3 separate regions of the Gasterosteus aculeatus genome follow, and regions 2 and 3 are each linked to region 1. Evidence: chromatin contacts called from public Hi-C data. All regions are on one chromosome and are shown on one strand. Each heading gives the region's core, a stretch centred on a gene start, on an enhancer-like site or on the middle of the called end of the contact. The rest is flanking DNA. Distances are from core to core; before and after follow the strand shown. Region 1 holds the start of LOC120819579 (transcription factor Sox-9-B). Region 2 has its middle 20 kb from the start of LOC144408034. Region 3 has its middle 42 kb from the start of LOC120819618.

Region 1 (4,124 bases), core at 1,454-3,953:
CACATCGAAATCAAACAAACATCTGAATGCGCGCTACCATGAGTGGTGAGCTGCTGAGCCGTGTGACATATAAAGCTTTTTTTCGTCGTATATTTACATGTAGAAATAATTAGCCAGGAACCCCCCATCCTCCCCATTGGTTACTGCCGGCGTGTGAAGAAATCAAACCAAAAATATATCAAGACGCAGTACCTACTGCAATATCAACAATCATTAAGTCCTCACAGAGGATTTTCCTAAGTTTCTCCATCTCTCTAAAAATATATATTTATATATATATATATATAAAAGTTCCTATTAAGATAGAATAGCAAGGCACGACGTGAGCCAATCACAAGCCCTCCTCTTCTTCATTCAAGTGTCTGATTTGATTCATGGAGCAGACCCCCGCAGTAAAGTGTTCTGCTTGTCAGATCTGCGTGGTGGTCTCCGTGGCTCTCAGGGCCTGGTGAGTTGGGTGTAGACCGGAGCCTGCTCCCAGTGCTGCGGGCTGCTCTGCGGGATGGACGGGACCCCCGTGGTGTCGGCTATCGGCGTGTACATGGGCCTCTGGCTGGGGCTACTCATGTAGCTGAAAGTCGAGTACAGCCCTGAGCCTTGCCCCGCCCCCGCGTGGCTGTAGTAGCCGGCGGCCCCGCCCCCTTGGTGGTCGGAGTAGTCGTACTGCTGCGCTCTGGAGATGGCGGCCGGGTAGGCGGAGGAGGGGGGGCTGTAGTGCTGCAGGTTGAAGGGGCTGTTGTAGGCGACGTGTTGCGGGGAACCCTGCTGCTCGGTGTAGTGGCTCGGGCTCAGCTGCTCAGTCTTTATCTGGGTCCGGTGCTCGGCGCCCCCTCCCCCCAGTGGGGTCAGAGTATGCTGCTGCTGTCCCTGCTGGTTTTGGCTTTTCGCCAGCCAAGCCGCGGCGGCCCCCGCCTGCGGGCTCACCGGGCTGCCGCCGCTGATGCTGTAGCTGCCGGTGTAAGCGACCGGCGCGGAGCCGCCGGCGGCGCCCGCTAAGCCGGGGTGCCCGTTGGGCGGAAGGTACTGGTCGAACTCGTTGACGTCGAAGGTCTCGATGTGGGAGATGACGTCGCTGCTCAGCTCGCCGATGTCCACGTCGCGGAAGTCGATGTTGAGCTGGCGGCCGCCGGTGCCGTCGGACAGGGAGCGGATGCCACCCTCTCGCTTTAGGTCCATCTTGCCCGAGCTGACATCAGTCTTTGGGGTGGTGGGAGGAGTAGGGGGGCCCTGGGAGCCTGAAAGTGAAGGAAACATGACACATTAGATACTGCTCTCTATGTTCATTCAGTTTTAGTCATTTTAAAGCAACTGATATGATAATACATTATTTACCTTTTTAAGATTTTTTTAAACATATGGAAATATCCTTTAGAGAAAAGACGGAGCAAGGCATTTAAAAACGCGCTATTCCTGCTCACCTGAGTGCTCACCCGGTGAGTGCACCTCTCCCATGCTGGAGGCTGGGGAGTCCGCCTGCTGGAGAGCTTTGAAGATGGCATTGGGGGAAATGTGCGTCTGCTCACTGCCGTCCTCCGACTCGCTCTGGCCGTTCTTGACGGACTTCCTCCGCCGGGGCTGGTATTTGTAGTCGGGGTGGTCCTTCTTGTGCTGCACCCGGAGCCGTTCGGCTTCCTCCACAAACGGCCGCTTCTCCCCTTCATTCAGAAGTCTGCGCGTAAAAAGCACCAACATATGAATTCATGGATTAAACAAACTGCCATCTACTTGTACTTTATGTGTCATTGCTCGACATTATACAGACGATTTGGTGTGCAGATACAACGGAGGTCGATATAATAAGACACCAACAACTCTCCTTCCATCGTAATGTGTGTGTTACAGCTGAATAGCGCAGCGTGCACACTTACCTCCAGAGTTTCCCCAGAGTTTTGCTGAGCTCTGCGTTGTGCAGGTGAGGATACTGATCAGCCAGCTTCCTGCGCGCAGCCTGAGCCCACACCATGAAAGCATTCATCGGTCTTTTCACGTGAGGCTTGTTCTTAGAGGACCCGTTAACGCGCACTGGCATAGGCACAAGAGTCCAGTCGTAGCCCTTGAGCACCTGGGACACTGCCTCGCGGATGCAAGCGGGAAATTTATCGTCCTCATCCTTCTTAAACTCTCCATCTAGACCGAGTAGCCCGTTCTCAGATGGCCGGGTGTTCTCTGTGTCGGAGCCCGAGCCGGACGGGCACGGAGATCCCGCGGAGTCCTCGGACATGCTCGGGCTCGGGGCGTCGGAGAGACACTTGTCTTGTTCCTCCGTCATCTTCAGGTAAGGGTCGAGGAGATTCATACGAAAAACTGTGTGGTGCCAAATTACGCTTGAAACGAAGGAGTTTCTACTGCTCTCTCGTGAGAGGTAAAACGTCCCTAAATGGACCACCTTTTTCCTGTACAACTTTGATCTTTTAACTTAGAGAACCGCACCGAAAAACGACGACTGGTTATCTTTCGCTCCGGTGCGTAAAACCGATTTGGAGCGAGAGTGTCTTTACGCACGGGTGTCCGATGGACTCCGAGGAGGAGTGGGTTTTCTGCGAGCCGGCCCGCACTTAAAAAGGGTAAAAACAAAAAGAACAAGCCAGCTGGTTAGAGTTCACTCTTAACTCGGTAGGATGAAACGGTAAAGTGCTCCTCTCTGGTCTCCAAGTACAATCCCCAGAACGTGTGAGTGCTTTGAACTGCAAACCTCACGCATGGGATCTTTATAAGACCGCTGCCATGCCGCACAGGAAAGCCCAGATCTGATTGGATAACAGAACGTGACGCCAAACTGAAGGAATTCGATACCGCTTTTTCCCCCACCACTAACCAGCACACAAAACACACACTTTCCCTAAAACACGCACACACGCACACACGAGCCAGTCAGTATGCATAGAGCTTAATCCGGCTTGATTTTCCAATAGATTATAACAACGCTTTATGGTGAAACATTTTTACAACTGCAATTTAATCAGACGAACGGAATACATTAATTAATGCGTCTTCTACTTTTATAGAGGGAACAACTTTTTTGTTTTTACGAGGGGAAATAATGAAATACAAATTAGTTGCTAAAGCATGATAAGTATAATTAAGCCCGAGAGAAAACGATATCATAGAGCCAATGCAATTTTCGTTATTCTGCATCATAAACAGCCAAAAACACTTAATATTGCTACATTTAATTTAATTTTCTTCTGTTTTAAAATGTCCCTCTCCATGCCGGCTCTATACAGTTACCCCCTGTGGTCAATAGGGGGAGACAGCAGTCTAGGAACACGGAAAGTTTTCCCCCTTCCCTTGCTGAGAGTAGGCAAAGGCTGAGGGTGGACGTGTGGGGGGGAGGGGGGGAGAGGGAGCTCCAGCTCGAGCAGACTGCTGCAGAGCAACAGCTGGCGTCTAAAACCAGCTCCTGATTCATATCGCTCATTTGATTTCCAGCAGCAGAGCAGCGACCCGGTGAACAGCGATTTTTGTGCAATTTGGGACATTTTTTTCAAGGTATCATACAGAGGCAAACATTTGATTAAATGTTTTACTGGTATCCTACTATTTTTGTTAACTTTGCAAAAGAACGCACAACACATTTTCAGCATATAACCAGTGGCAGAGGAGCAGCGAGGCCTTTCACTATAGCAAAGGTTCTGCATTCCAAAACTTCACCTATTTCAAAAGTTTAAACCCATGGTGTGAGACATTTCTAAAATAAGACGAAAAAGTCTCCCACATCTGAATAAAACATAAGAGCGCTAATGCCCAAATGTGGGATGTCCTCAACAAGTGGGGAACTGCTCCAAAGACAGTGAATTAGGAAAGATGTGACTCAGGGCAATGTTGTGATTTTTTTGACTTTTTTTTAGGCCTTTTAGTGTCGCAGGTCATTTTAAATACTTTACAAACTTTTGGTAGTGTAATCTGGTAAAATACATAATATTTCTACTTGGAATTAAAAAAATCTTAAAATGCAAACTAACCAGTAGATATAACTTTTGCTGTTTAAATGTATTGGAGTGGTACATGCAATATGTCCCTCCAAAATGTAGAAGTTGCAACAGATAGAGGTAGTCGAGTACATGCACCTTCAAATTGTACACGAGCATAATACTTGAGTAAATGTGCTACTTGGTACTGACAGC
Region 2 (4,553 bases), core at 342-2,841, 150 kb after region 1:
TTGCATTTCTAGTCTGGATTTTGCATTCATTGTTATTTTCTTTCACTTCTCTTTTTTCCAACATTACCAACTTCTATGAGGAAAAAACAACCGTACCACGGAATGAATCACCTACAAACATCAAGCTATTTCATGATTTACTCAAGACGTCTACAGCTGACCATTATGTTAACCTCAACACCTACAAACATCTGTTTAAGTGTCCTGCAGAATCACACTACTAGCAAGTAGCCCAGTGTAAAAATGTAATGTAAATGTACAATACATCGCCTGCAGCCAAATGCAAAATAAAGACCGAAAGAATAAATTCCATTTCAAACAACATCGTTTATTTTTCAAACATAAAACATACAGTACATATTATCTTTAAGGAAGGGGCTGGATGACAGATTTTTCTTTACCACGGGTGGGCGGATTAATTAATTAGCATCATTAGACTCCTGACAGTGAAATGAGCCTCATTAAAGAGAATTAGATGAAACACACACCAGCTAGTGCATGTAAGAGAGGGGAGAGTAGCTGCAGTGTGTGTATGTGTGTTTGTGGATGGAAGAAGGTGGTGTGGGATAAAAGGCAGACAGACGATTAAAAGATTGCATGAATGAAGAATATCATCGAGCTTTGAAATACAATAGCTTCACTGGCATTTGATCATGCATTGCGGTGATCCAAATAACACAAGCAACAGGACTGATTTAATAAGCCAGTGGCGTCATGGCTGCTGGCCTGGTAATACGACTCCTCATGGGAGTTTTGCCCCCTCTTGTGGAGCCGAGTTAAACTGTTACAGTCAACAAAGTTGGAGTTTGTCCAATAGGGATACAGTGCAAGAAAACCAGCCTGGAGCAGGGATTGCGTCTCGTATTATAAATTGTATATTCAAAGAGGAAAAGATTCAGTTGTTCTTGCATGTCGACTTACAGTTTCAGTGCATTACATCAGTGGTTCAGTACTGCTACCCACACACTACAGAGGAAGGCACTAACGTCTCTCTGTGGTGAGGGAATAATTGCAGTTCTTCAGTGATTGCTACCACTACTTACTCACCAAAGATCACCTCTCCTGTATTTGTCTTTCCATTCTGGAGGACAAAAATAAACATCTTCAATCTGGGTTCAAACTGAGAGAGCGTGATGCATATGTTTGCTTCGGTTCTGCATTCACCTGTGTTCTTTCCTCTAACTGTTCTCCCAGTGGCAGCACAGCACACAATCCCTTTAACCAAGAGGCCACACCAGAGCTTCAAGTTTTAGCAGCTGGGCAAAGACATTAAGGGCCAGGAGGACAGGAGGAATAGCAGTGAAATGAATGAGGGAGAGACAAGAGAGCCTGAGGGCCTGAAGTCACTGAGTGAGGGAGAGAAGAAAAGGGACAACTAATACGCTGTAGTGGAGCCGAAAGAAAATAAAAGAAACAAGAAAACTTGCTTCTTAGTGATACAAGAAGCTTCTAGCTTCAAAGGCGCTAACATCTGCTCCTAGTACAAGCCCTACACCATGCCTTAGTGGAATAATATCAGTCACCGACATGAATGTAAAGACATTTATTATTTACTGACTCATTTATTTTTAAACTTTTCGATTCCATAAAGATTATTGATACTACTACTGATTTGATTTACTATTAACAATAGTTCATCATTAGATTAATTACCTGTCATGGTGTAAGTAGCTTTTCATAATTGTTTCTCATATGAGATGTATGTATTTGGTTGTGTGTCTTTGTATCTGTCTGTCCACAGCTAATCTCTCACACTACTCGATCCATCAGCCCAGTATTTTTTTGTACTCATTTGTGACTGTATGATCAGGGACCTCTAGACTCTAAACATATTTATTCACTCTTTTCACCATAATAGACAGCTCATTATCGACTAGGCGTGGGCGGTTTGGACTGTTGTTTCACCCACTGTTTAGTAATTGTTTCCCTCTTGATTTGCTTGCCAAGCGAGACCAGTGTAGAGCTTGTATGTCTCTATCTCTGGATTCATAACTATTGTCTATCAAACGAGTGAACGGCCCACGTCAGTAGGAGGAGAGTAAGTCAATGCACTTAGTATTGGCGCCCTGTATGTATCGACAGCTGGTCACTGTTACACACGTGCTAACTGAGGCAACAACTGAGAAAATCTTCACCAATTAGGCATTTTAGTCTTCTAAGGTCTAAAGTCTTATGAGGAAGAAAATGCAATCAACAAGGTCCGTTAGACCTTATGATACACATGTTGCATTTTGGGTCACAAACTAAACAGAAACATTTGTTTTTGTTAAGAAGACAATTCCACAGTGCACCTTTAATTTCAGATGAATGCAGCCTGACGAGTGCTGCCAGCAAACTATGTTAAGCCATTAAATATACTTTAAGTAGCAGAAAAGAACTCTGGAGCAGAAATTTGCAGCCATCTGCTACATGGATGAATGGTGGAATGCTAAATTTGCTAAGAACAGAGCACACCATAACCCAAGTTCTGTGTGTAGTGTAACGTGATCAACTTAACATCTGTTCATTTGTTTTGCATAGACCCTTGTTCCAAGAACCCAGGTTTCTGTATTTTATTTTAAACTCAAAGTTAGAGAACTGTTTCAAACCCTAATCCTGAATTAGAGCCTTCCGTGCCTTATTTCGTTATGAATATGGTCAACAGCAATGCTCACAATCATCCCTCATCATCACCCATTTCTACAAGTCGTTTAGCCGGGGGGAAAACAGTGGAACACACTCAGAGGGGCGTTGTAATTTTGCAGAGGTCCTTAATTGCATCTGATAATTGGTGGCTGTTTTAAGAAAATCGGCCGAGCTATCAGTCACCTAAATGGAGCGATGGAGGGGCCTGGTCTCACGCTCTAACAGAGCAAGGGGGAGCAGGGCTGTGTGTTTTTAGGGTTCACCGGAGTGCTTTTGGGGTCTCGCAGCTTTCACCCAGCCAGCTTCCCTGGTGGTCAGCCAAGAGCAATGGCATGGCCTCTCAGGGAAGCAGATGACTCAGATCGCGAGTGTGTTTCTGTCTACCGACTCCATTTATTTTGCTCTAAACACACTTCAACCTCAAGTCAGATGGAGCTGCACTTGAGTAGGCACTTCATTTCCGAGTGCTTTTGTGGAACTGAAAGGTAATGAGCAGCGCTACTACTGCTACTCCCAACAAACAGGGGCTGACTGATCGTGAACTGAGCGTTTAAAGGCTGACATCAAGTGATGAATAAAGTGTGCTAACTATGGCTTCACATACCAGCTATATAGCTAAGGCACAACAAACATATCAAGCTAACTTTTATTCTTTCTTATATGTAACTGGAATAATTAAAGGATGCACTACCTAGATATGAGATTTATCTTTTGTATGCAGAAAATAAGGTTGTGTAGATAATTTGGACATTTAAAAGCCAATTAAATTCATGTCAGTGTACCGTCTTGTCAGAACATTACAAGGGGCTTCCGTAACTGTATGACTACTTTCATGAAGACTCCCTGTAGAAGCCATTCCACTACATTTGTATCGTGCATAATAAAACTGCCTTTTCTGTTGATTTATTTGTGATGATGTAATGATGACGTCAGGGGGCGTCGGCTATTTAAATGTCACCTGAGTAAGGCCAGGTGTGTTTTCTATTTCGAGAGCGGAAAGAGATACTATTTTTGACCGCATTACGCATTGAATTCTCCTTTTATTTTGAGTGTGATTTAGGTTGGTTTTTGAAGACAGTTTCCATCCGTCTGGTGAAAGAGCTTCGATCAGTCTGCACCACAGGTGGATTTAAACTCACCAAATGGACCAGTAACAGTCGTGCAGTCCTTGCCTCTGTTCCAGTGGAAGAGAGAGCAAAGGAAGTCAAAGATCTAGACCTCGACAAAGACAAACTGCCCATCGAAAGGGCCCTCGGCATGCGATGGGACATTGAGTCAGACACTTTCTTCTTTTCAATCACCCCAAAACAACCATCAGTAACCCGCAGAAGCATTTTATCGGTGTTGAACTCTGTATACGACCCCCTAGGGTTCATAGCGCCAGTAATGCTGACAGGGAAAGGAATACTGCAGGACCTGTGCAAGCTAAATTGTGGATGGGATGAAACAATACCAACTGTTTACACAGAGAGATGGACGGAATGGCTAAAAGATCTTAACCTGATTTCCAGCCTAAGAATCAGGAGATGCCTTAAGTCACAAGATTTTGAAGTTGCTAGAGCACAGATGAACCACCCAGGTTACGGGACAGTCAGCTACTTGAAACATGGCAGTAAAGTTGGACTACCTCACATAATGTTAGAATGAAAGGCCACTGACTCGTTTTATTGAGCACTTCTCATCATGGAACAAATTCCGATCATCAGCCTGGATCTTAAAATTCAAAAAAACTCGGAGACGAAAGAAAATGAGTAACACATACCCAACTGGGTCGCAGCTGTCCGTGGAGGATTTAGCCAAGGCAGAGCAATCACTTGTGTCTTATGTCCAACAACAATCCTTCAAAGATGAGGTGACCTCTCTACAAAGGGGCTTACCCATAAAGAGAAACAGTAGGATCTATAGACTAGATCCTACCCTCCAACATG
Region 3 (4,251 bases), core at 36-2,535, 240 kb after region 1:
TTGCATCAAAGATATTGGCGTTTAAGGTTTCCAGGGATATTGTTCCCAACGCTTGTTTTTGTAACTAACACTTTCTATTGCACCTATTCCTGCCAAAGAAATAGTCGATATACAAACTGTCAACCACAAACAAACAACTGATTGTTGAAGGATTGTTGCTGTTCTAAATGAAACACTCAAGATTGTATAATTTCTTTATGCAGCATATGCATTCATTAAAACAGGATTAGAACAGGGTATTTTTTTCATAATCAGGATATTGCAATGACATATGATAGCACTATGCAAAAAGCATGCAACCATTAAATCATGAACCATATCAAACCTCCACCAATTCTGTTAATGCACAATAATCTTCAGCATAGATGGACATATTCTAAGCAGTCAGATGCATACTGTCTACTCAGTATGCTGGTGGGAGAAAAAACAATCAAACTACATTTCCAGAAAAACTCTTGTCTACCATTTTATAAGCTACAGTGCGCCAATTATTTTCTTCGCTTAGTAACATTTACTAATTGGCATGACACTTAAATTCCAATTCACTGGACCTCGGGGCCATGTCATCAGCTTCAAGAGTTTTGTCCAAAAACTAGATGAACTAAAAGATCCTTAACGTGAATGCAAGCTATGCTGAACTTTATTGCAATCCATCCAATGGTTGTCAATACCCTTAATACAGACTAAATAAAAATATCTGAAGCTAATTTCTTGTTCTCCCCCGTTCGGGCATCGCAACAGTTTGCTTTTTTCATGAAGTTACTCACAGTGAACAATTCACAACTTCTGATTTCACTGACTCTATAGTGTCTGAACATATGGCAGCTCAGCCTGAGTTCTTCCTCAGAACACTTGGTGTTGGTTTCAACGCATGCTTCCAACTCAGATGGCGATGTTGTCTGCGGTGAGTGCAGTATCATAGTTTTACTGGGAGCTATTGGCTAACCCTTCAGTGCTCGTCACTTCCTCAAAAAAAAACAATAGCGACCCATCCAGCTATGGATGGGAAGGTTGTGAGAGAAAGACGGGTCAGTGCCCTCACACGCTGTGTATTCCTGTAAGAGTGAACACCTGTAGCTGTTGGATCCTTCTGGCAACTTGACAAATGTGTAGGTGAGAAAAAGAGGAGATAAATAGAGAGCATATGGTGTCAATGCTTCATATTTTTTTATTTATTGCCTCTAATTATCTCTTTCCTGTAACAGACATGCTGGGGCACATATCTGCTCCTGCAGGGAAGTGAACCTGGCTTTTACGTGGTCCTTTACTACCCCCATCAGACCAGGTTAGGAACTTCAGCTTAAAAAGACAAGTTTTGTTTCCAGTAATTAATAAAAAAGGTAACAGATGAATAAGGTTTCTTCCCCAAAGCCCTCAACGATTACAGTCTGTAATCCTCACACAGTATCAATTTAGGGGGTCAGGGGCCTCACGTGACCAGAAACATCACTTCTTAACCCTAAACAGTGAAAAATGGTGTGCTGTAATTAGCTGAGTTATGGTGGACTAAAAGGCAGCAAGGCCGAGATCCTCCCTGTGGCACTGGCACGGAATGGAAAGTCTGTGGCAGTCAGTCTGAGACTGAGGCAATTCTTTCTGCATAAAAGACAGCATTTTGCTCAGTATCAGCTACTAATATACAAATGAACCACATGGATAATTACCATCAGACCCGAAAAGGGAACCCAGATAGACGAGCAGTTATGCCACATATGTGCTTCTGAGCTGCTACTTTGCCGCATGCCATTCTCATGCTCTCTCTCCCCTCTGTCTCTCTCCACCATCACTGTCAAAAAATTCCCTGCCGAAATATATCTTAAAAAAGGGCACATTTAAATCATTGAAGGAACTGAAGGAAAATGCAATCTCTTGCTATCTCCCTGTAAAAGGCAGCTGGACACCTGTACTTGTACTTGTTAGCAACTATCACAGGCCCGCTCTATTCAAGGCTCACCCACCTGAGAGCAGAGGGGCAGAGAGAGGATTCAATGCAGAGATATAAAACAACCCAAAAGCAAGCAGACTTCATGAAAAGGATTGTATGAATTAGGTCGCTCCTTGTAGACCGTTAAGCTGAAGCCGCTCTCCTCCCACACGACTCAACTGCCTATGTTTTTCATCGGCTCTTGAACGCACCAGACCACAGTGCACGGTCATGCTTTGCAAATTAATGTTTACGTACAGTAGCTATGAGACATCAAGAGAACCCTAAGAAATGTAAAATGCATCTCAAGTGTGATGGATTACCTATTAAAAGTTGAAAAAGTCTGCAACTGAAATCATTATGCTCTGACGAATGGTCCCCATAGAAATACATGTTGGAGACACACACTGAAATCTCTGTACGAAGCACTGACATCAGAAACCGTGCTGTCTGCAGACATACACACACACACCACCAGTCACGACTCATTAGGATAAATTGTTGCAGGGGGAGTATCAGTGTTCGTGTCTGGGCTGATGGGGGGGGTTTCAGCCAAGCTTTTGGCGATCACGGTCCTGATTGAGCACAGTTTGAGGCTCCGCGTCTCCCTGTAGGAATTTGGCAACCACGTCAGTACAAGGGCCTGTTATGATAAAATTGAATTTCAGCTCAGTCATGGTGCAATTTTTTCTGTCGCAATGTGCCTTGTGCAGAGTAGTTTGTAACACACCTACAATATCTTTAAAGGTGTAAAATAATAATTGTTTTTGTTAAAAAAAGCTTGTCAGTTTATGTCCATCACTTTTCCAAAATAGACTAGAAACGTGTCATGTCTAACGGAACGTTTTAATAGGAGACAACTGCATGTTTTTTTTTATTCCATCCCTGGATTGTTATGGAAGACATCGGAAACAATAGCATTGATTATAGTTACTGTCACAATGACTGGGTTGGCGTGGCCAGAAGCAGGACTCAGGCGCAGAGTTTTGAAAACAAAAGGTAATTTTAATAAATCCCAAAATCCCAAAACCAAAACACCAGAGGGGAAAAAACGAAGACACGGAAAAACGCAGACGGGGAACAGGGACGTACACAACACAGGGACGAGGTTCAGGGTAAACATTCAAGACTCGGCAATTCAGGTAGAACATGCTGCACTTCCTCGTTTCGGTGCGCGGGACTCCGCTTCCTGACTCACACGTTGTCGCTTCCATAGAAGACACTCAATGCTCGTGTTCTCATTCACGTCGTTTGTTTGAATTTTACATTTGGTCGTTTCATTTGAACATGATTAACAGAGTGGACAACGTAAGTTTGAAAGACTGTGCCGATGTCCCGTCCAATACAAAAGCCAGCCCCTGTGCCTCAGTCCCACCCCCTCCTCTTGTCTGCTGATCTAATGAATCCTAAAAGTTATTTCAAATATGAACAAAAAAATACATTAAGTGAAAACACTCAATTCCTACCAACAAATAAATGATTTGTAACAAAACCGAAAATATGGCTCCAACACATGCAATGATGCGACAATGAAGAGACACCATCCATCCATCTTCAGCTGCTTATCCGGGGTCGGGTTGCGGGGGCATCAGCTCCAGCAGGGGACCCAAAACTTCCCTTTCCCGGGCCCCATCTACCAGCGCTGACTGGGGGATCCCAAGGCAATCCCAGGCCAGTGGAGAGATAAAATCTCTCCACCTAGTCCTGGGTCTTCCCCGGGGCCTCTTCCCAGCTGGCCGTGCCTGGAACACCTCCCTGGGGAGGCGCCCAGGTGGTTTCCTCACCAGGGGCCTCATTTATAAAACCTTGCGTAGGATTTGCGACAGAATTGGTGTACGGATGAAACATAGCACGTGCGTACGCACAGAAATATTCAGACTTATAAAACCGTGCGCACGCACGTCCTACGCAGTTTTCCCTTAATAAATCACAATCAATATAAATCACAGTCTAAATGCAGCGCAGCTTTTGCAGCTTCATGTCACACCCATAGTTGCCCATATGTAGTCTGTTGAACGCCCACAAATTAATATTCATCGATTGCGAAATCATGACAAACACTTGAGAGGAAAACGAAGAAACGTAACTTCACTCAGTGTAAAGTTGAAATGATCATTGGCGAGGTGGAAAGGAGATGTAAAATGCTTTTTGGAGGGCACAGTATGGGCATTACTAATGCCAAAAAGGCACTTGAGTGGCAAAAGGTTGCACAGCAACGCTGCAGCCTCACAACCTCGGACCGTGGCCGAAATAAAGAAAAAATGGTCTGACATCAAAGTGGATGCAAAAAGCACCTCCCTCCAGTGCAGTCGAGACAGCGCCATCTG

Evidence for each region. Hi-C and Micro-C count contacts between places; a contact is called where the count stands out from the background.
Region 2: a contact with region 1 is called in a Hi-C map of skeletal muscle, with 8 times the contacts expected there. The contact joins the enhancer-like site here to the promoter of LOC120819579 in region 1. A contact is called at or near these places in 3 of 6 Hi-C or Micro-C datasets (skeletal muscle and whole body).
Region 3: a contact with region 1 is called in a Hi-C map of tail fin, with 2.7 times the contacts expected there. The contact joins the enhancer-like site here to the promoter of LOC120819579 in region 1. A contact is called at or near these places in 4 of 6 Hi-C or Micro-C datasets (liver, skeletal muscle and tail fin).

Annotation. Positions count from the first base shown.
Region 1 is chr5:5,232,337-5,236,460 of fGasAcu3.hap1.1, reverse strand. It overlaps LOC120819579 (transcription factor Sox-9-B), which reads right to left and starts at 2,703. Exons shown (of 3, transcript XM_040177121.2): 1 at 1,869-2,703; 2 at 1,419-1,669; 3 at 1-1,235. The coding sequence starts at 2,296. The coding sequence ends at 439.
Region 2 is chr5:5,079,634-5,084,186 of fGasAcu3.hap1.1, reverse strand. No RefSeq gene overlaps it. Among protein-coding and RNA genes, the nearest start is that of LOC144408034, 20 kb to the right of the region's middle. Within about 2 kb of position 1,591, at least 1 of the 9 cell types and tissues checked has open chromatin away from gene starts, as enhancers often do.
Region 3 is chr5:4,993,140-4,997,390 of fGasAcu3.hap1.1, reverse strand. No RefSeq gene overlaps it. Among protein-coding and RNA genes, the nearest start is that of LOC120819618, 42 kb to the right of the region's middle. Within about 2 kb of position 1,285, at least 3 of the 9 cell types and tissues checked have open chromatin away from gene starts, as enhancers often do.